Regions from separate parts of the Gossypium hirsutum genome. Here region 1 is linked to region 2. The links are chromatin contacts, called in public Hi-C maps. All regions are on one chromosome and are shown on one strand. Each heading gives the region's core, a stretch centred on a gene start, on an enhancer-like site or on the middle of the called end of the contact. The rest is flanking DNA. Distances are from core to core; before and after follow the strand shown.

Evidence for each region. Hi-C and Micro-C count contacts between places; a contact is called where the count stands out from the background.
Region 1: a contact with region 2 is called in a Hi-C map of leaf, with 1.8 times the contacts expected there. The contact joins the promoter of LOC107954270 here to the promoter of LOC107954272 in region 2. A contact is called at or near these places in 2 of 34 Hi-C or Micro-C datasets (both in leaf).

Annotation. Positions count from the first base shown.
Region 1 is chrD07:20,115,270-20,121,217 of Gossypium_hirsutum_v2.1, forward strand. LOC107954270 reads left to right here and starts at 3,153. Exons shown (of 12, transcript XM_016889779.2): 1 at 3,153-4,326; 2 at 5,536-5,738; 3 at 5,808-5,948. The coding sequence starts at 3,813.
Region 2 is chrD07:19,985,093-19,990,829 of Gossypium_hirsutum_v2.1, forward strand. It overlaps LOC107954272 (serine/threonine-protein kinase UCNL), which reads left to right and starts at 3,304. Exons shown (of 1, transcript XM_016889780.2): 1 at 3,304-4,868. The coding sequence starts at 3,487. The coding sequence ends at 4,719. It overlaps LOC107954273 (a long non-coding RNA gene), which reads left to right and starts at 1,307. Exons shown (of 3, transcript XR_001699473.2): 1 at 1,307-1,418; 2 at 1,523-1,609; 3 at 1,990-2,215.

The DNA.
Region 1 (5,948 bases), core at 1,903-4,402, 130 kb after region 2:
GGGCACTCAATTCCACTAGGAATAAGCTGACAGAGAGGAACGATGCTCTCGAGGCCATAGTCAATTTGCGTTGCATATTGCAATTGAAGTGGATTGTCACTTTGTTAGGGATGCAATCTAGGATGGGTTGATTGCACCTTTTTTATGTTCCAACCTCCGTTCAGTTGGCTAACATTTTTATAAAGGCACTTGGCAAGCCAAAATTTGAATACCTTCTGAGCAAGTTGGGCATTTATGATCTGTATGCTACAACTTGAGTGGTGTTAGGATATTATTATGAGATATTATCTTTTAGGAATATCTAAATATATTACATATCTTTTAGGCATATATTTAGGAATATATTATATATGTTTTTATATATTTAGGAACATATTATATATTTTTCCTATTCCTGCGTGACTACTGCAGTATAAATATTATGTATACTCTTGAGGTCTATGAATAAGATTGAAAAAGTTTACCCTATTCTTGTCATTTATTTATTATTTAGAATTTTTATGCTTCTTTTGATTATTTTAAATTTTTTATGTAGTTTTTAATATTTTATAATCTTGAAAATTTTGTTTTTTAATGATTTTATGTTGTTTTTTATTTTTTAAATTTATTATGTATTTTTTTAGAATAAATACCAAATGAGTTAATTCACCAAACGTCTCTAAATTATGACATTGATTCTAAATTGGTCCTTAAACTTGTAAGCGTTTTAATTATATCCACAAACTATCAAGATTACATCAATTAGGTCTCATGGTTACTAAAACCGTTAATTTGACTTAAGTAACATGTTAGATCTTATATGGATAATTTAAAATAAAAATTTTAAAGAAAAATAAAACATTAAAATAAAAAAAGTAAGTGAAAACAATTTAAAAGAAAATTGAAATGTTGTAGCATAACTTTTAAAAGTAAAAACTAGTTTTGTTAAAAACAATAAAAAACTATAAGCAAAGTTATGCAACAACGTTTTAGTTTTTTATTTTTCATTTTAACTTCTCTTTTTTTTCATTTTAACATTTTAGTTTTCTTTATATTTTCATTTTAAATTAAGAAATATAAAATCTAATGTGTCATGTAACAGTTAAATTAGTGGTTTTAGTAATAGAAAGACTTGATTGATATAATCTTAATAGTTTGGGAATATATTTAGAATATTTTAAAGTTTGAAGACTAATTTATAATTAGGTTCGTAGTGGAACATTTGGTGCAAATAACTCATATCAAATTGACAATATATGTAAACATTTAAGACTAAACTTTTTAGAATTTAAATTAAATTAAAAAAATGTCTAAACAATAAGAATTAAATTTACCATTATTAATTTTATAAAGATGTATTATCTTTTGGTTAACTATATAACTGAAGCATAATTGAGATACTTAACATTATTCACGAGGGAACATGTGATCTATTAATTATATTAATTTACAATTAAATTTACCATTATATTAATTCACAATGTTAATAAAAAAATTAAAAAATTTTATAATTGAGAAACCAAAATAAAAACGATATAGTTTAGTTTCCATATATGCAAACTATTATTTGATAAAAATAAGAAATTTGATTTAATTTTAAATTTAAAATACATGCTTTACTATATTAAGATACTTAACATTATTCACGAGGGAACATGTGATCTCCTTCAATAATTACTAAATATTGTCAAAGCACAAATAGTGATGGTTTGACAAAGATTCTATAACAAACCAACACACATTTACGCCACCGTTTAATGTTTGGCTGCCTCTTTATGTTTACAGCTAGCTCTCTCTCTCTCTCTCTCTCTTTAATGATTTGGCACGTGTGATTTGGAGTGAAGAAAAGAAATCCCAAAAAGAAAATGTATAATACCATATTTAGTCCCTTTCTTTTATTATAACTTTTGATATGGTATATCTACTTTGAAAATGTCTATTTGGGTACTTTAAAGTTTAAATATTACTTTGTTTATAAATGTGGTAGCCAATTGTAGGATGTCATATGCCAATTTCTTTAATAGAAATTTTTAATTTCAAATAGAAGGAACCTCAAATTAAATAACTTGAGAATTATTTTAACCAAAAAATAAAAAAATAAAACAAATAGAGGATGAGAAGAAAATAGATTCGCAAGGTTGAAGGGATCTGTAAAAGAAATAGTGCCAAATTGTGTTTAACTCCATGATTTTTTTTTTTAAGTTCATTACTTTTTTAACTTATACTATATATTTTCTCTTTCTTCGTTATGTATAAATCACTAACTTGATTAATTAATTAATTAATTATTTCAAAATAGATGTTCTTTTTCTCTTCAATATTTAATTTTTAATTTACAAAAGAAATTCCGTCCTACAAATTTTACTGATTCTTCATTAGAAAATTTAAACCCAGTCAAACACCAAAAAGTTCAACACCAATTACAACGATAATATCTCAGTCTTGGAATGGATTCATCTCCAATTAAGGGATATTATTTGGTATAATATTGGTAAAAAGAAAAAAAATTTAATTAAAGTAGATCATTTTTTATACAATACTTAAAATTAGGCATAGTCTCTTGATCCATAAATAAGAAAATAATGCAATCTAACGCACTCGAATCAATATCCTCCTGCGTTAGAAACAATGTTTAAGTATTTATATCTAAACAAAAAAAATTATATATTTTTAAATAATGCATTTAAAATTACTGTTGTAGTTAAATTAATTTAAACGTTGGCAATTAAGCCTTCAAAAACGCATGGATGGCATAGAATTATGGTAACAAAAACTCAAAAACTAGAGAAAGCGAAAAAAAAGGCATAATTCTTATTGTAATCCCTTCAAATTTTTTAGATTTAATTTTTATACTTTAATGGAATTATTTCTACAACATAATACTCTTACCATTGGATTAAGAGGTTGTTGGTAGCAAAATCAATCTTAAACAATTGTTAATTATTAAATGAATATGTTTAAATTCTAACTAAATTTTCTAGCTGCCTTAAGTGTGTACCAATAACCATAAAAGAACAATTAATAACGTCATCAAGTTGGATCTACCAGTAGAGAATAAGATTAAATTTCAAATTCAACATAGTAAAGGACTAAAACCATAATTAGACCCAAAAAATCCAGACTTTTAAGCGAAGGCAGTTAAATAAATGGAAGGATTTCACTTAAGATCACGGAGATTCTCCTTTACTTTGCTTTGTGATTCTCTTTCACTGTAAAACTAGAAATGCCGATTCTGTCTCTGTGTCTGACTCAGTCGACAAACCAAACCCCCTTGGAAAATGACTTATTACCCGTGATAAGTCTCTGACTCTTCCCCCTATAAAATATCTTTGTTTTTCAATGATTTTTTATCCAATTTTAAAGCATTAAAAAAGATAAAAACATTTCTTACCTTTCACGAGATGTCTTTCTAACCTTGTCTGAATGCTTGGGGTTCTCTGCTCTGTTTCGTTTTTTTTGTATAAATGAAGAGAATCGGGAGTCACATGTTGCGCTATGCTTTAAACTATTCCTACTACAATTCTTTTCTTCGATCCTTCTTAGCTTGAAGTTGGGGTCTTAGCTGCTTCTTTTTAGGTTTCTGGGTAATTTGTTAATAAAGTTGCAACCTATATAATATTATTATTATTCTAATGGGGTCTTAATGATTTTTACTGTGTTGGGAATATTCAATTCAATACATTTTTTTGGTTGTCCTTTCTGGGTTTTGGATAATGTTCATTGGTATTCTTGGAGAACGTCTTTGATCCTTGTCTCAGTTTCGCTACCATCTTTAATTTAATTCTACAGAAATATTTGGTTTTTTTTTTTTTGAAGTTTTCATTGAAAGAAAAATGAAGGGTTCTACTCTGTTTCAAGTATTAGCTATTTTATCCGTAATTGGGAGTGTTTTGAGCAAGGAGTGTACCAACACTCCAACTCAACTTTCATCGCATACTTTTCGTTACCAACTGTTGAAATCACAAAACGAGACATGGAAGCAAGAGATGTTTGCTCATTACCACTTGATCCCAACTGATGACTCCGCTTGGTCTGATTTATTACCAAGGAAAATCTTAAGACAAGAGGCTGATGAACTGAGTTGGTCAATGATGTATAAGAAAATGAAGAATCCTGGTAGTTTCAAGGTGGGTGGAGATTTCTTGAAGGAGATATCACTGCATGACGTTAGATTGGATTCAGATTCGATTCAAGGAAGAGCACAAGAGACCAACTTGAAGTATTTATTGATGCTGGATGTGGATAATTTGGTTTGGAGTTTTAGGAAAACTGCAAATTTGCCAACGCCTGGGAAGCCATACGGAGGGTGGGAAGCCCCAGATGTTGAGCTCCGTGGTCATTTTGTAGGTAATCATGGCTTTGCTTCCATTTCCATGCTGTCAAAAAAGCTATTAATTTACTGCCTTTTTGCATGCCGCTGTAATTTATTATTAAATTATGTTATTCTGATGCGGAAACATTTAATTCAACTACTTTTTGCTCATTTAGAAGGGGATTCTCTATAACCTTTAAAAAGTAAATGAATGAATGGGAAATGGAACAGTAATCATGCCATTCTTCTTTTTTGTTTTTGAAGTCTACTCTTCTGCTAGTTTCCATGCAGCAACTTTTGCAGTTAGGTTTTGATAGTAAACTTGGGAGATTGGCGGTTTGAATTAGGGACATCCTTTTTGGAGTAAAGTTTTGGCTTGTTAGGGTTCTCTTTTGTTTTATTTCTCTTCTCTCTTGTCTAAAGGAGCTCCTTAATCTTGACTGGTATAGTCGAATGATACGGCTATAAGTCCAACACGGGTATGGTCAGACATTTTTAAGTTTTTTCATGTATGAATTCTCGGAGATCACATCACCATTCCCATGTGTTGGACACGAGTACTTAAACAAAAATGAAGTCGGAGCAACATAGCATCTAATCCATATACATCACTTGCTCCTTTTCTAGCCTTTGAGCATACTTAGTAAAAGCATTAATTCTACTCTATTCATACCTTTAGGTATCCATTGCAGCCAAAGAAATTCATGATACTACAATCCAATATGTTAGTTTCAAATTTCACTTGGCAGTCTGATAATCTCTCCATTGATCCATTTATTTATATAGTTCACTAGTCTACCACCCCTGCTAAATCGCAAGTACAAACTTTGTTGGGACCTTAAAAGTTAATTCAGGTTATATAACCATTTATAAGCCGTTCAAGATCAAACATTAATTGACATGATCTATGAAGCGTTGCTTTATTGGTCAAGTAAAGACTTCTTTTCTTTTTAATATATCTGCTATGGCATTTTGAGAGGACTTTGTAATATTTTAATTCTCAGTTCTATCTGAAGTTAGATTTCTTCCATTTTGTAGCTATTGTGGATAGATTCTATTCAAGTTCCCTGCCATGTTAGTTGCAAAAATGTTTAGATTCTCCTGCTACCTTGCTTTTGTTTTATACATGGGTGTCGATGAAACTTTAATGTGCTTGATGCAAGTTACACCTCTCAACTTTTATCTTTGCTTTCTGATCATTGATTGTAAATTTATAATGTAAAATTACCTTTCGTATCTTGAAGGGCATTACTTGAGTGCAACAGCTCAGATGTGGGCTAGCACTCACAATGACACTCTCAAAGAGAAGATGTCAGCCGTTGTGTCTGCGCTATCTGCCTGTCAGAAGAAAATGGGCACAGGATATCTTTCTGCATTTCCATCAGAACTTTTTGATCGCTTCGAAGCAATAAAACCTGTCTGGGCTCCATACTACACAATTCACAAGGTAGATTCGAGTTCTGCAGTTTGATGTTAAGGAGATGTATGATAACTTCTAACTTGGTCATTTTCACAGATCTTGGCAGGTCTCTTAGATCAATATACATTTGCTAATGATGCCCAAGCTTTAGATATGACAACATGGATGGTCGAATACTTCTATAATCGTGTTCAGAATGTGATAAGAACGCACACTGTGGAGAGACATTGGTTGTCA
Region 2 (5,737 bases), core at 2,054-4,553:
GAAGAAATAAAAATATCCATAAAATATGGAAAACTTATTTAACAATGGGGGGAGCAGGAGGGTGGGAGAGAGAAGATGGAGAGGGACGATCCAGAGGAAAGCCTCTATTTTAAATGTCGAAACCATTGGTAATGAAGTTTGAGTATTAAATTAATAGAATTTGTAAATGTGAAGGGTTAGATTTAATGAATTATTTAGAATTAGGATTAAATTAATAGAATATGTAAGTATTGAGGATTAAATATGTTTTTATACCAATTAGAAAAAAAATTTATATTATTAATTTAATGGCGAGTTACCAAAACAAGAAAGATTTCATACATTAATGCTTAAATTGAAAATTTTTAAAGTTGGGTGACCAAAACAAGAACACGGGCATAGTTCAATGACCATTTGTATAGTTTACCCTAATTATAATTAATAAGGATAATTATTATTTTTAAAATAATTGTAAAAAAATATAATATTGTAACTAAAATTAAAATTTATATTTATATTTAGGTGTGAAATGATTTTTAATGTAGTAAAACACTTTTTTTTTACCTTAATGCTGTAAAACACTTTATTCATTAGTCTTTTAGAAATAAAACGTTTAAACCATATGGAACTAAAATGATTGGGTAAACTACGTATTCAGTAATATGAGTTTACCAACATTCTTATTTTGGTCGCTCGATAATTGTCAATTATTTAATTAATTGACTTTTAAATTCTAAAAATATAGATATTCTCTTTGTTATTATTTTAATTCGAATAAATAGTCCAAATTGATAATAAAAACTTAAATGAAAATTTAATTAAATTTTACAATAAAAAAATTAAAGCTAAACTTGTATAAGCTCAAAAATATTTGAGAACATGAGAAAGAAAAACTAGCATTGATTGAGAAAGAAAAGTGGAGACTTTAGGGGAAAGTGTGAAAATATATTTTTTATTATTTTTTAAATATTTTATATATTTTTATAAATTTAATACTTTTTGAATTTTTTTATGTATTTTTTAATTTTAATTTTGTATTTTCTTAGTTTGTAGAATCATGAACAAATTGGTATAATGTATAAATATTAAAGATTATAATTTTTTTTCAAAATTAGGATTATATCAAGCCACGTCAGCATTACGTTCAATGAACAAATCCATTTTAAGGTAGAGTGATTACAATTGACAACTTATCTAACAAAAGTAACTAAAATTGACAACGAATCTAAGAGGAGTGACTAAAATAACAAATTTTTTAAATGGATGACCAAAATAGGAACATGGGTAAACTTGGATGACTAAATATGTAGTTTACCAAAACTCTGTATTTACCTGTTAAAAAAGTTAAAAACCCTAAACACCTTGAAAATTCTTATTTTTTATTCAATATCGATGGCTGCTGCGATTCAACCAAAGACTTGTAAAATCTTTCAAATCAAGTCTTTCCTCTATCTCTATCGCTCTTTCACTTTTCTGGGATATTTTCCCTTTTGCGTACAGATTGTGAAATGAAAACTTTTTTTTTTTTGGTCGTTTCTTGCAGGGGTTGTTTCAAAGAAGATAGGTGAGATTGGTAGAAAAACATGGTTCGCATTAGCTGCATCCTTTTCAACCCGTCCAGTTTTAGAGTGTAAGAAAAGCAGGAAGAGTCCCTGTGATGATTCCCCCGACATTGTTAGACAGTATCATAAATTTTGTTTCTTAAATGTCTTGATTTTGAACTAGTTTAGGAGAAGCCCTGAAAACATAATTACTATGAATTGAGTTGTTGTATTGGAATCATATGTTTTGATGGTTAGATGATGTTCTTGACTTGATAATTAGATTTTAAGTGAAAGAGTATAACCTCAAACACACCTGTATGTATTGAAATGGTTGTCTCAGATGTTTAAATCTTGGTGTGAAAGAATATGCATAGAAGGTACCCCTCAGAGTATGAAGAGAGATATGTGGAAATGGTTAACCACAACAAAAGGGTTCTGAATCAATTTTGTGGTCTGACTTCTGCAGAGGTGCCCAAGCCGGGAGCCTGGAAGAAGTAGAGAATCTGTTGAAAGGAGCAGGGCAAGAGCAATGAAGTTGGGACTGATTGATAGAAAAGAGAAGATGAGTTCCAATGAACAGCTATGGTTTAGGACCTAATGAGTATCATCTTAATAATATGCTGTTTAGTTTGACGTGTATTTTGATGTTTGGATGACTTGTTGCTAAGGTTATGCTATTTTATTTATGATCACTACTGCACCAAAACACCATGCTTTTATATAACCGTTAAACTTAGTCTGATATTTTTGCTATTTTTAAAAAATTTTAATTAACGTATTTAACGAAATATAGAAATAAATCTTTATCAATTGAATCATTTATTTAAAATATAATAAGATTAAATATGATATATTTTATTAATTATATGAAATATTTTAAAACTTTAACTAAAAAAAATCAAATTAAAACAACTAAAGTTAGGGAACATGTTGCTATTTTAGATTATACACATGTAAAAAGGATAGATAATCCGTATAAAAAATATATTTTTAGAGATTTTGATTTTAATATATAGAAAATAAAATTATAAATATCCTTGGAAAAAAAATTAATGAATAAATAACTTGTGATGTATTATATTAAATGCATTTGGTGTAGTGATGCATATAAAATTTGTATTGTTAATTATATGTATATATGAAATTTTGATTTAATTGTATATATTTAAAAAATCTGAATATATGTATATTTATTTTTATATTAGATTAATATAATTATTTGCGTATATAATATCCCATGTAAAATAGTGCTAATTCGATAATCTGTTAGTAATTTTTAAAAATTAAATTAAATGAAAATTTTATATATAAAATCGCACAAAATTAAAGTTCATGCATAATATTGCATAGGCATAATGACTTATTTGACCCTCTAACTTAATAAAAAAATTATTTTAACCATTCATTTAATTTTTCGTCTTTGTTAAATCACCCAAAAAGGATAGAATAGTTAACTTTGTTAGCGTGACATACACATGGATGACATATTAATAATTAATTAAATTTTTAAAATCTAAAAATCTAAAAAAATTAAAAAATATATATTTAATGTATTTGTTTTAAAAAAAAATAATTAATTATTATCAATAAAATTAATCAACATTAATTTTATTTATTTATTTTGAAATGTTTAAAAATTAAAAGAAGAGAAAAATTGAATTAAAGATTAAAATAAAAAGTGGATATAAAGTAGATGTAACCCTAAATAATATAAGGAGTGGTTAATCTATTTTGTGCCATGGATTCTCGTTTTACTTTTGATGCTATGTCGTTTGATATATACAAATACTTTGTTTTTGAAGGAAAATATACAAGCACTCGGAAACGAGGGAAAAAAACACATTTTAAATAGCCGTATATAAATGAAACCAAACCATCTAAACATTCTCTCTCCCCCGAAAAACATTCGCATTCTATTTCCTTTCTCTCTCTCCCTTCGCTGTTGCTTCCTCGTCTCTCTGCAATGGAGAATCCGCCAGAGTTAGATTTGGAAAAGCTCAAGGCCATCAAAATCCTGGGCAAAGGGGCCATTGGGACTGTGTTTCTTGTCCACGACATCTCTACCGACCCAACCGCTCGTTCCCCCTTCGCCCTAAAGGTTGTGCAGAGATCCAAACCTGACGCCGACCGTCGAGCTCGTTGGGAAATTGGGGTCTTGAAAACCCTTTCCCCTCCCGACCCTGCCCTTCAACACCCTTTTCTCCCTCGTCTTTTGGGTCGTCTCGAAACCCCCGACCTTCTTGCCTGGGCTGTCCCTTTTTGCCCTGGCTCCGACCTCAACGTCCTCCGTTACCATCAAAACGACCACGTTTTCTCCCCCTCTGTCATCCGCTTTTACCTCTCCGAGATCCTATGTGCTCTCCAATATCTGCATTCCCTGGGTATCGTTTACCGGGATCTCAAGCCCGAAAACATCCTCATTCAACACTCCGGTCACGCCACTTTAACTGATTTCGACCTTTCCCGCAACTTAAAGAAAAAGCCTCCCTCAGAAATTTTAGCCGACGACAAAAAGGTTCCTAATTCTTTGCCTCAATTTCCAGCTCTTCGTAAACATCGACTCAACTTCTTTCGATGGATCCCTGTCGTACCCGATAACAAATGTAACTATGCTTTGAAGAAAGCGAAATCAGCCCGAGTCAGCCCAGTGAGTCGACGAAAGCTGAGTTTCTCAAACGAGGAACGTTCCAACTCTTTCGTGGGCACCGAGGAATACGTGTCACCGGAAGTTGTACGTGGGGATGGACATGAATTCGCCGTCGATTGGTGGGCTTTCGGAATTCTAACCTACGAGATGCTCTACGGGAGGACGCCGTTTAAAGGGAAGAATCGAAAAGAGACGTTTCGAAACGTTTTGACCAAAGAGCCCAAGTTCATGGGTCAACCAAACGCTTTAACGGATTTGATCGGACGGTTATTGCAGAACGATCCGGAAAAGAGGCTTGGATATCACGGAGGCGCGTGCGAGATCAAACAGCACGCCTTCTTTAGAGGGGTCAGGTGGGACTTCTTAACGGAAGTGTTACGGCCGCCGTTTATTCCGCCGAGAGACGATGGTGACTTGACGACAGAAGTATCGCCAGGAAATTTTGATATAAGAGAATATTTCCAGAGTTCGAAGGCTCCAAATCCGAAGTCGATGCCACCATCACCGTTGTCGGATCATAGACGGAACGTTTCATTCACAGAGTACTAACGCAGGTGAAAGGTTCAGTTAGATGAAATTATTTTCCTTTTAGTTTTCAGTTCGTAGTGTACATAACATAAAGGTAGAAGACGATGTTAAAATGGCAGAATGATAACTTGTAATATTTGAAAAATAAAATTTGTCGTAATATTTCTTTATTTACCATTTTGCATTCTTCTTTCATGACGCGTGTCTTCCACGCTCCGCCATGAGGCTTGAATTTGAGGGAGAGAATTACTTCCTCCTCCATCCTATAAGAGAAACCACAAATATGTTTGTTCTTTATAGTAAAAGAGATTCTTGCATTTGCTAGTAGTAGTTCTCCTAACAACCTTATAGATGAAGGGTTATGGGTAATTATTTGATTGTAGAGCTTGTGGAAATTGTCTCATTATGGAAATAATCTATAGAGATAGTTCATGTACCATGCTCAGACTTTATATTATAAATGCCTCAAACAAGTGAATTTGAGATATTATAGATTTTGGGAATCAACCTTAGTTTTGTCATTGCCATTGAGCCAAGCTTCATTGTCTTATATTTAATTCTTTTTTTTTATTTTACCTTTCTTTCATCAAATTGAAGTAAATAAAAATTGAATGAATATTTGATGTATTCTCAAGTGTTGTCCGTGTACAACAATATCGCACTTCATCACTAATAAAATAAAAAATAATGGACTTGTAAATAAATACTAAATAACTTTGTTTAAATTAGACTCGAAATCTAAAACCTAAAACTTAATATAAACCCTAATTCCTAAACTCAAATCATAAACCTTATAAACCCAAACTCATATAAACCCTAAACTATAATCTTTAAGGGTAGGTTTGGATAGACAATTGAGTGCGGTACAGTGCATTTAGCCTATTTTTTGTCTCACGCTACAGTGTTGCTACAGTATCTAATCTCACTGCCACCGCTGTTTTTACACTAACCGCAGGTAAACGCACCGCCCATCCAAACTCACTATAAATCCAAAACCTAAATCGTGAGAAAATATACTAATTATAAGGGTAAAATACAC